Linked DNA regions of Danio rerio: region 2 is linked to region 1. A link is a contact called in public HiChIP or PLAC-seq data. All regions are on one chromosome and are shown on one strand. The core of a region is the stretch at or near the end of the contact, and the rest is flanking DNA. Distances in the headings are between cores, read along the strand shown. Region 1 overlaps tnrc6c1 (trinucleotide repeat containing adaptor 6C1). Region 2 holds the start of zgc:163143.

The links. HiChIP or PLAC-seq counts read pairs in DNA pulled down with a chosen protein or histone mark.
Region 2: a contact with region 1 is called in an H3K4me3 HiChIP or PLAC-seq map of embryo, with 5 times the contacts expected there. The contact joins the promoter of zgc:163143 here to the enhancer-like site in region 1. A contact is called at or near these places in 4 of 18 Hi-C or Micro-C datasets (caudal fin, fibroblasts, hematopoietic stem cells and 1 more) and 2 of 4 datasets of contacts at active chromatin or transcription factors (caudal fin and embryo).

The regions. Positions count from the first base shown.
Region 1 is chr3:33,128,209-33,132,547 of GRCz12tu, forward strand. It overlaps tnrc6c1 (trinucleotide repeat containing adaptor 6C1), which reads right to left. Exons shown (of 21, transcript XM_073944712.1): 4 at 2,543-4,339; 5 at 1,265-1,459; 6 at 209-372. Among named protein-coding and RNA genes, the nearest start is that of znf207a, 43 kb to the left of the region's middle. Within about 2 kb of position 2,308, at least 4 of the 62 cell types and tissues checked have an H3K27ac peak or open chromatin away from gene starts, as enhancers often do.
Region 2 is chr3:33,467,371-33,472,366 of GRCz12tu, forward strand. zgc:163143 reads right to left here and starts at 1,819. Exons shown (of 12, transcript NM_001083569.1): 1 at 1,630-1,819; 2 at 1,337-1,538; 3 at 276-308. The coding sequence starts at 1,697. LOC137490668 (a long non-coding RNA gene) reads left to right here and starts at 3,433. Exons shown (of 7, transcript XR_012401100.1): 1 at 3,433-3,511; 2 at 3,616-3,723.

The sequences.
Region 1 (4,339 bases), core at 1,058-3,557:
TATATATTGTGTTCAGAGGATAATTTTCTTTTTACGCAGACAATTAGAAAAGAATATATTTTAGAACAGTAATTACAATACCGTGAAACCATGATATTTTTATCCAAGGTTACCATAATGTCAGAATCATATACCAGACCATGCCTAATTGTGATGAACACCAGAATAAATCCATTATATAAATATAAAAATTTTATAAATTATTTACCTTTGGTGGGCCCTTTTTCGGTGGGTTGCCCCAGGAGCTGCAGGAGGAGTTGCTCTCCTGAGACGCAGTGTTGTTCCACATGTCACCCTCATCCTGCTCCCATTGCCCTGCAGACAGGCCCATGTCCTCACCACCTCCCCAACTATCTTGCATAGATTTGGGGGCTGGAGAAAAAAAAAAGTTTTTTTATTCTTTTTTTTTTAATTACCCAGGTTTACAAACAACAGAAACAAACCCTTTTACTTAATTTAGAAAAACCTGTGCAATCCTGCAGTACATTTTTGCAACAACAGGGGGCCCTGTTGTTACACATTCAAAGCTCTGATAACTAGCACCTGACACCATGTCATTCAGCACTCAAACGCAAAAGCAGTATCATTGCATGTGTTTTGCATTTTAAATAAAGTAAGAAAAATTAATTTAAAGATTTTACATAAAATATACCCAACCAATGTGCTACTTTCCAAAGTTTTAGATATCGAGAAAGAATGTTCATTTTGTAAAAACAGTGAGGAATCCTTATGTCACTTATTCGTTGATTGTCAGTGTGCAATTATTTTGGAAGGACTGTTTTTCTGATTATTCTGCTAAAAATAATATGTTGATAACATTGAATGCAAAAGAAATTATTTATTTTGAAAATGGTGATAAACAAATTAACAATTTTGTTAATTTGATCATTTTAAATGGTAAATTTTTCATCCACAAATGTCGACTTTCAAAATCTCCTCCTTTATACAAGATATTTGTCAACGAAATTATTCTGTTAAAGAAGTCTCTCAAAGTTGTAAAAAATGTAAAAGCTCTGTCTATTGTAAGCTATTATGAATCTGTTCTTGGCGTCTTGTGAATGTCTTCCTTTTGTTTTGTTTTTTTTGTTTTTTTTATTTTATTTTAATTATCTTTGGAATTTTTGCTTGTTGCCTGTTTTTGCTGTATTTGTAAATTACTAATGCATAATAAAAAAAAATACAAAATAAAAAAAAAAGTATCATTGCATGCGATTCCTTAAAATCTTGTATAACAATTTAAAGCAATTAGAATATTGAAACTAACCAGGTTTGCAGGGGGCAGATCCAGGGGGTCCATTGCCTCGGCTATAGACCTCAGGGCCGTTTTCACCCCAGCTGCCACAGCTACCTGGGGGTTTGCCCCATGCTGAAGTGCCATTGTCCACACTTGCAGCAGGAGCTGCTGGCTCTCCCCATAAAGGTTCAGGTTTTGAATGGGCATTTGTCATCTCTCCCCATCCTGCATAAGAATACTGCAAACTTCAGGACAAATTCAGGGTTTTCACAACCCTTTTCTACATAGCTAAACAATGATAAAACGGGCATCATTTAATAAATAGTTCATGTAATAAATAAGGGGGAAAGCGTATCATCATATTCTGCCATTTTCAAAGTAAACCTAGGTATTTTTAATAATATGACAACACCTTTATATAGACCATTTCAATGTGGTCATGTCATTGGCCCATGAACATTTCCTGCTTGTTATCAAACGATTTCATAACTGTAACAAGAGGCAATTCAATCGTAACTTAATGTTAAATCAGCTGTCATTACATTATTTATCAATATGTGGCTCTTTTTCGACAGCTAAAGAAATGAAAAATGTAAAACAGAAAATACATTGGGACCATTGTTTTTGTTTACATCTCCTAAAATGATCTTTAGATTTATGACAACTCCTTTTATTGTCGTAAGCACACAGAATATGAAAACACTAATGTCAGATCTGAAAAATGTTTACAGTTTTAAACAAATCAATTCCGAAAATTACAATTAAGGTAATATTTTGAAACACCATTAAATTTTACTTATACTGGTATACTTGCACTGTGCTAATGTCCTGTACTTTTTTTTGCAAAACAACTTTGCAATATTTCCTCGACAAATAACATCATAATTATAACTGTAACTGTAAAACATATTGGAATAAAAATTAGCTCCTCTGTCTTAAATGGAATAGTATGCTGCAATTTTAAATGTCTGTTTAGTTCTTGGCACAGGGGACATCTGAGGATGCCATGTTAAATACAGCTTTGGCAGAAGGAGTGCAAATCTACATAGAAACAGCAGAGGGCGCCGGGTCTGTTCCAAGTATCCTGCTGAGGCCTACTGATACTCCCCACAGATGACAGCCAAACTCTAATTACACACTGCATCCTGGCTCAAATAATATGTTGAACTTCACTCATAGACAGAATGCAAACACTATTACTGCAGCATTACTCACATTTTACTTATGACAACATAATCTAAAGTATAACTACTATCTAGTTAACTAGTTATATTTAAAAGGGTAAAAGTAAAAAGCTGTGTTTCTCACCTGGATTCATGTGGGTTGTTCTATTGTGAGATGGCCCTGTTTGATGTGGGCCAGCGTTATCAGGAGAAATGTGATTATTGTTTGAGTTTGGCCCTCCATGGTTGTGGGATTGTATGGGAGGCTGATTATGATGGGGATGATGATGATGGTTGTTGGGTACATTGTTGGCATTGCTAGGTCCTGGTTTGCCTTGCATTCCAGGGTTATTCCTGTCCCAGAGATTGACTGTTTTGTTGTAAGTGCTTGGGTCACCCCAAACTGAGGTACCATCATCGATCTCCATCTTACGGCGAATGGAGGGTGGAGAGGGCTCCTCCCATCCAGTGGGGTCTCCAGTGTGGTCAGGTTTAACACCTCCACCATTTCCTCCATTCCATCCAGAGCAACTCTGCTTTACCGAGCTAGGACCTCCCCAAGAACCCATGCTTCCACTGGTGCTATTGCCATTGGTACCCTCCTGAGGCTTGTTATTCCATCCTTGTGGTGGCACACTGGGGCGTTGTGCTTCTCCCCAGTTTCCTCCTACTCCAGCAGAAGGCTTGGTCCATCCTCTGGATCCCTCATTTAAGCCTGTACCCTCTCCCTCCCAGGTAGAGCTGGAGGGACCATTTTTCTTTCCATCTCCAGGTTCACCCCATTCTCCTCCAGAACCACTTTCTCCACCAGGTCCATTACCCCACCCGTGAGATTTGGGTCCCTCAACCCAGCACTGTGGTTTGGCTTTAGCGTGACTGTCTTCCCAGGTCGGAGACTTCTCTTCCGAACCCCAAGTCTGACCACTTTTCTGCAGGTTGCCTCCTGGGCCTCCAGCTGAGGTGCTGCCCCAATCTCCAGGACCAATTGAAGGTTTCTTGTTGCTGGTTGTATCTGCCCAACCAGAGCCAGCCTGGGGTGATGACATTGCTGTGCCCCATCCAGGTGCAGCACCAGTACTAGGGCAGGGGCCTTCACTCTTGCCTCCAGAGTCAGGTCTGGATGTAGTGCCTGAGTTTGGGTTGGCACTGCCAGAATTAGATGTTGGTCCTACATTGGCTGCATTTGAAGACGAGCCCCAGGCCTCAGTTCCAATGTCATTCTTGCGGTTGGAGCGAGCAGCTTCTTCGGTTTCCCAAGCAGTATGCTGCCGCACAGGTGTTTGTCCCCAGCCTGTGTTGCACAAAACCCGAGGATCCATATCCTGGGCAGGCAGAATAGGAGAAGTCTCATCTCTTGATGATCGATCCCTCCTGCGATGATGGCATTCCATGCTGTCACTACTTCCCTCACTAGCTGGGGCATTGGGCCCACGGACCCAAGAATTTAGCTGCTGTTCTTGGGTGGGAGAGCCTGAAGAATTCCATCCTTTGGTGTCAATGTTGGAATGCTTACCCCAGTCACCAGATGAGGCAGCTTGTCCCCAGCCAGAAGTGCCCGAGGCCCCTCCTTGTACCCAGTGCCCTGAGTCCCAATCAGAGTCTTTTGAGCCACCACCAGACTTGGCATCTCCATTACCCCAAATAGGTTCCCTATCCCCGTTGACCTGCGAGGATCCTCCTTGGGATTGAACAAATGAGCCCATGCCTGGAGGTCCAACCCCCCAGTTTGACAGGCTGTGACCAGGACTTCTGGGCTCCTGCTTAGTGTGATTTGGTCCATCAGTGTTAAGGTTCTGAGGTTCAGAGCTGAAAGACACATTCGTGGATGGGGTGGAGTGTGGCTCTGAGGAGTCACTGGGCATAATACTACCCCATGTGGTACTGCCATTGCCACTGCCACCATTACTTGCAGAATTTCCATTGGGACCACCTATACTGCCAC
Region 2 (4,996 bases), core at 569-3,068, 340 kb after region 1:
AAAACCAGCTGTATTAGTAATAATAGGTGATTTTGAAACTAACTTATTTTAGTGTAAACTATGCAGTATTAGTGAGACCCTGAAATCCGTCATAAATTTGTATATTTCTTATTACTGAACATTAAAATATTTCAAATATATAATTTTGCAGTTAATGCTTTAAAAAAAAAAGAACAATCTGTAGAAATATATTGTTTCTTGTCTTATTCAAGTAATTGTTAGTGTAAAATTAAATAATTAAAATAAATTATTACAAAAAAAGTTGTGTTACTCACCCGAGCCCTTCTGCTTCTGGGATTTATTTTAACCTGTAAGGGTACAACCAGGAAAAAAAAGGAACATAAAAAAACATTAAATGAGTGGTGGACAGTTTCAATGGTGCCCGGTAATTATATGACACATTATTATTACTACTAGACTTCAGATTAATTATAAACCTACTTTGTAAATGACAGAAAAAAAAACTTTGCTGTGAGGCACAAGTCTTGGTTCACTTACTAGGGGGGTGGTTATCAGGCCCAATCTGAATTTAATACCTATACATGTAAAACTTCAAATGCTTGGCACATAAAATTAAATTCATCATACCTGTCTGCAAATACTATTTCACAATAATGATAATTTTTCAACATATTGTAAGAAAGAATAACATAAAAAATAAAGAATTCTCAGAATTTTTAAATAGGAAGTTAATGAAATAGAGCTTCTTTTTGCAGAAAATTACAATAGTTCAACTTACAAGCCGAAATGTATGACATGTGAAAACATACAATTTTGTGTTATCATTTATTTTAAACTGATCTATTGTATTTTAAATATCTCAAAAAATGACTTCTGTCATTTAGTAAAAACTTTCAAGTTAGTGACACATGAAACGACCTTTAAACACCTTCTTTGTTGTGCGTTAGCAGCAAGTTGGCACAGTGGATAGCACAATCGCCTCACAGCAAGAAGGTCGCTAGTTTGAGCTCCGGCTGGGTCAGTTGGCATTTTTGTGTGGAGTTTGCATGTTCTCCCCCGTGTTTGTGTAGGTTTCCTCTGCATGGTCTCTCCCCCCCCAAAACATGTGTTACAGGTGAACTGGGTAAGCTAAATTGCCCATAGTGTATGTGTGGTAATGAGTGTGTATAGATTTTTCCCTGTGATGGGTTGCAGCTGGAAGGGCATCCGCTGCGTAAAACATATGCTGGATAAGTTGTCAGTCCATTCCACTGTGGCGACCACAGGTTAATAAAGGCTGAAAAGAAGATGAATGAATGTTGTGCTTTGTTTGTTGTTTTGTTCTGTATTGCATACGGCAATAACAGCAATAAATATTTAAAACATATTCACGCACATTTCTTTCTGAATACCGGTTAGGAAATGAGAAGATAGTCGGCACAGCCCATGTGTGAAGTCTTGTTTTCTTCCCCTCTAAAATGAAACACTTCTCTTCAAAGTGGGCCGAGCAGATCTTACTGTTTGGATTGGGTTTCCAGTCTTTCCATCTTAAATTTTTAAGCCACTTTTTCAGCAAGCTGGGGTCTTTCAGAGGGAATCTGAAATAGAAATGACAACATGAATGTAAATTCACACCGCCACTGTAATACTTTTATTCTTGAGAAACAGTCAGTATTGAGCTTAACTTACAAGTGGAAAGAGACGCTTTTGTTCCTCAGAGTGTTTTTACAGTTATACGCACTACAAACTAACACCATCCTGTTCGTGTGCCCAACATTCACATTTATCCACAGCGTGTATGCTTGTTAATGTTAAGTGCGCTCTATTAACGAACAGAATTTGCTCTGACTGCTCATCAAAAAGCAAAACAGACTGAAACAGCCAATCGTGCTCAGCTCCGTCTGTTTCTGTGGTGTCGAGACAGCAGAACTGAAAACATAAACATCGCCACCTATCGGACACAATGACCCCTGTGCTCACATGTCCAATAATATCCAGCTGCAGGCCCGCAGAACCACACACGTTTTAGTCACACACAATCTAGGACACACGATTTAGGCAAACCATATATGGTAACTAACTCTTTAGCATTATCGCCACCTATTGAATTTAACAAGTATGGTTTGCCATTTCAGTCATTATTATTATTATTATTATTATATCGTTACGATCATTTTAACATCTCTGCAGTTTCTGAGCTCAAATTATGTAAATAAAAAAAAAAAATGGTTAAAGACACTTATGACTTTATTCATGTGTTTACATACACAAAGAAAACATTATAGACCGTCTAATTGTTGGATTAAGTGTAATAAACTAATTCAAGATCTTAATATTATCATACTTGGTTAAAATCACTTTGTTGTAAAATATAAAAAGCAAACAATAATATGTCACTTTAAAATAAATTAGCCTTCTAGTTAATCATTTAAACAATATATATATATAGTTATAAACTGATTATCTTAACTGATTATCTGATTATAATTATAAGTTTATATATGAACTACTATTTTTTACTAAACTTTCACAGCTGTTATATATATATATATATATACTATATATATATATATATATATATATATATATATATATATATATATATATATATATATATATATATATATATATATTTCACAGCTGATATATATATATACTTTTTTATTAATAGTTAATTTGTTCCTATTGCTAAATTTTGGTAACTATTTATTACTATAAATTACTACAGTATTAAATGTGGGAAATCATTAATTAAAAGATTATAAGAAAGTTTAGCAAATAAACACTATAAAATCGCTTGAGTAAAATATGAATATAGTGTTATACAGTTACACTCTCAGAAAAAAAGGTACAATGAGGGTACAATTTTGTTCCTAGAGGGAACAAAATATAAAATTGTACCTTTAAAGGTCCCATATTGGTCCTTAGGGTACAATTTTGTACCCAAATGGGCTATAAAGGTACAAATGTCCAGATTTAGGTTTGAAAGGTACATTTTTGTACTTTTTATAGCACATTTGGATACAAAATTGTACCGTAAAGGACCAATTTGGCACCTTTACAGGTACAATTATATATTTTGTTTCCCTATAGGAACAAAATTGTACCATCAGCTCATGATAAGATCAAGACACTATAACACTAATTTAAATGTATTAATACTAAACATTAATACTAAAATACATAATTTAAAAATATAATAAATAAATAAATTGATTGAATTAAATATTTTAATAATAAATTTTTTTCATGTATTTAAATTACATTTTTTCTCAAAAATGTTAATAATTTAATTTATAATTGAATGTAATTTTAATCATTAAAAACGTAAATACTGGTCTTTGCTTACTGTTTAAGACCCTATAGTTTATGGGATGTAGAAAAAGAACCTTGCAGAGTGACAGCATCTTCATACAGGTGGTGATGTTGCTGTCTCTTTAAGATCTTCAATGATGCTTGTTGAGACGTTATAGTAGTGTTTGTGAGGCGGTCGGTAGAGTATGCTGGCTGTTTACACAGAACTTCGCACGCTTTTCAAAGAAAAGTGTATTTTGGAGTCCACACTTTTCAGGTAAGAATGTATTAAAGATATATTTTCAGTCTCATTTTCACATGTGAAGCCGTGTTCTGTTGATTTTGTCTGACTCTCGGGTCTCGGCTTTCCCCCGCTTTAAGTGCTCCGGGCTGGCCTGCAGGATGGAGTTTGCTAAGATGTCTGCTGCTTATTAAAGAAGTTAATACAATGTGATATCGAAGTCACCGAGGGACATAACGTTATAGACGGTGAGTACTATATGCTGTTAGTTTTCTCGGTGTAAAAGTTCCCTTTGTCGCGTATTCGCGCCTTATATCTTACGTTACTGCTTTATTAATAAGTGTTGCCACGGCGGAATATAATCGCAACCCAATTAACAAAATACACTCGGGCCAGCTGCGGCGGCAGAAGCGCGACGCTGCCGTAACCGTGCACCGGTGTTACACCAAATTCTGCGACCGTCGTATTCCGTGACTCTAGTAGGCGCTGTTCTCACTGTTTAACTTAAACTCGCTCCCACAGGCGGACTGGACACGCAAAAAGCGTACATACTCTCACGTGAACGCGCTCGGCGCCCGTACACATTATATGAGCGCGTCAATATATTTCATCGTTCTCTGTTTACTATTATTTTTCTTGCCTTTGATATATAGATGTTAAGTTTACATATATTTAACAGCCTATCAAAGAAAGCATTTTACTATAATATGACCAGTACAGCGATAGATTCTATCTATCTATCTATCTATCTATCTATCTATCTATCTATCTATCTATCTATCTATCTATCTATCTATCTATCTATCTATCTATCTATCTATCTATCTATCTGTCTGTCTGTCTGTCTGTCTGTCTGTCTGTCTGTCTGTCTGTCTGTCTGTCTGTCTGTCTGTCTCTCTCTCTCTCTGTCTGTCTGTCTGTGTAGTTTGTCTAGTTTGCCTCGTTAATGCACCCTGGTTGCGTGTGCTGAATGAATTGTTCAATGCTAGTATAATCCCTCGTATATCACACAGAAAAAAAAAGAATGTTCTCCAAATGCAAACAGCTTACATGATAATAAAAAACTACAATTTTGATAATACATACACAAATAATCTACTGAAAAAAACACTAATTTGAACATTAAACCGATAATGAAAAAAAATTATTATTATTATTATTATTAATAAAATATGAAAAAATACAACACGCATGGTTCAATCAAATGGTTTGTAATAATGTTTCTGGACAGTTTTGCTCTCTCTTTCTCTTTTCACTGCGTACTTGCATCTTTCAAAATGATATACAAGACTTTTTAATGCTCTTTTTAGTATTATTATCGTATCCATATTAAAGGACCATGTGTTAATTCATGCATAAGTATATAGATCTACACCATGGTTTTGTTTTGAAGTTTTTATTTGGTCAGCAAAAAACTAATTTTTTCTAGCATTAAAGATAATTCTACACCTAATTTTATTTAAAGTTTATGCAGATTATTTTTTTCCAAAATGCCAAATCACAGTCCTCCGTGCATACCAA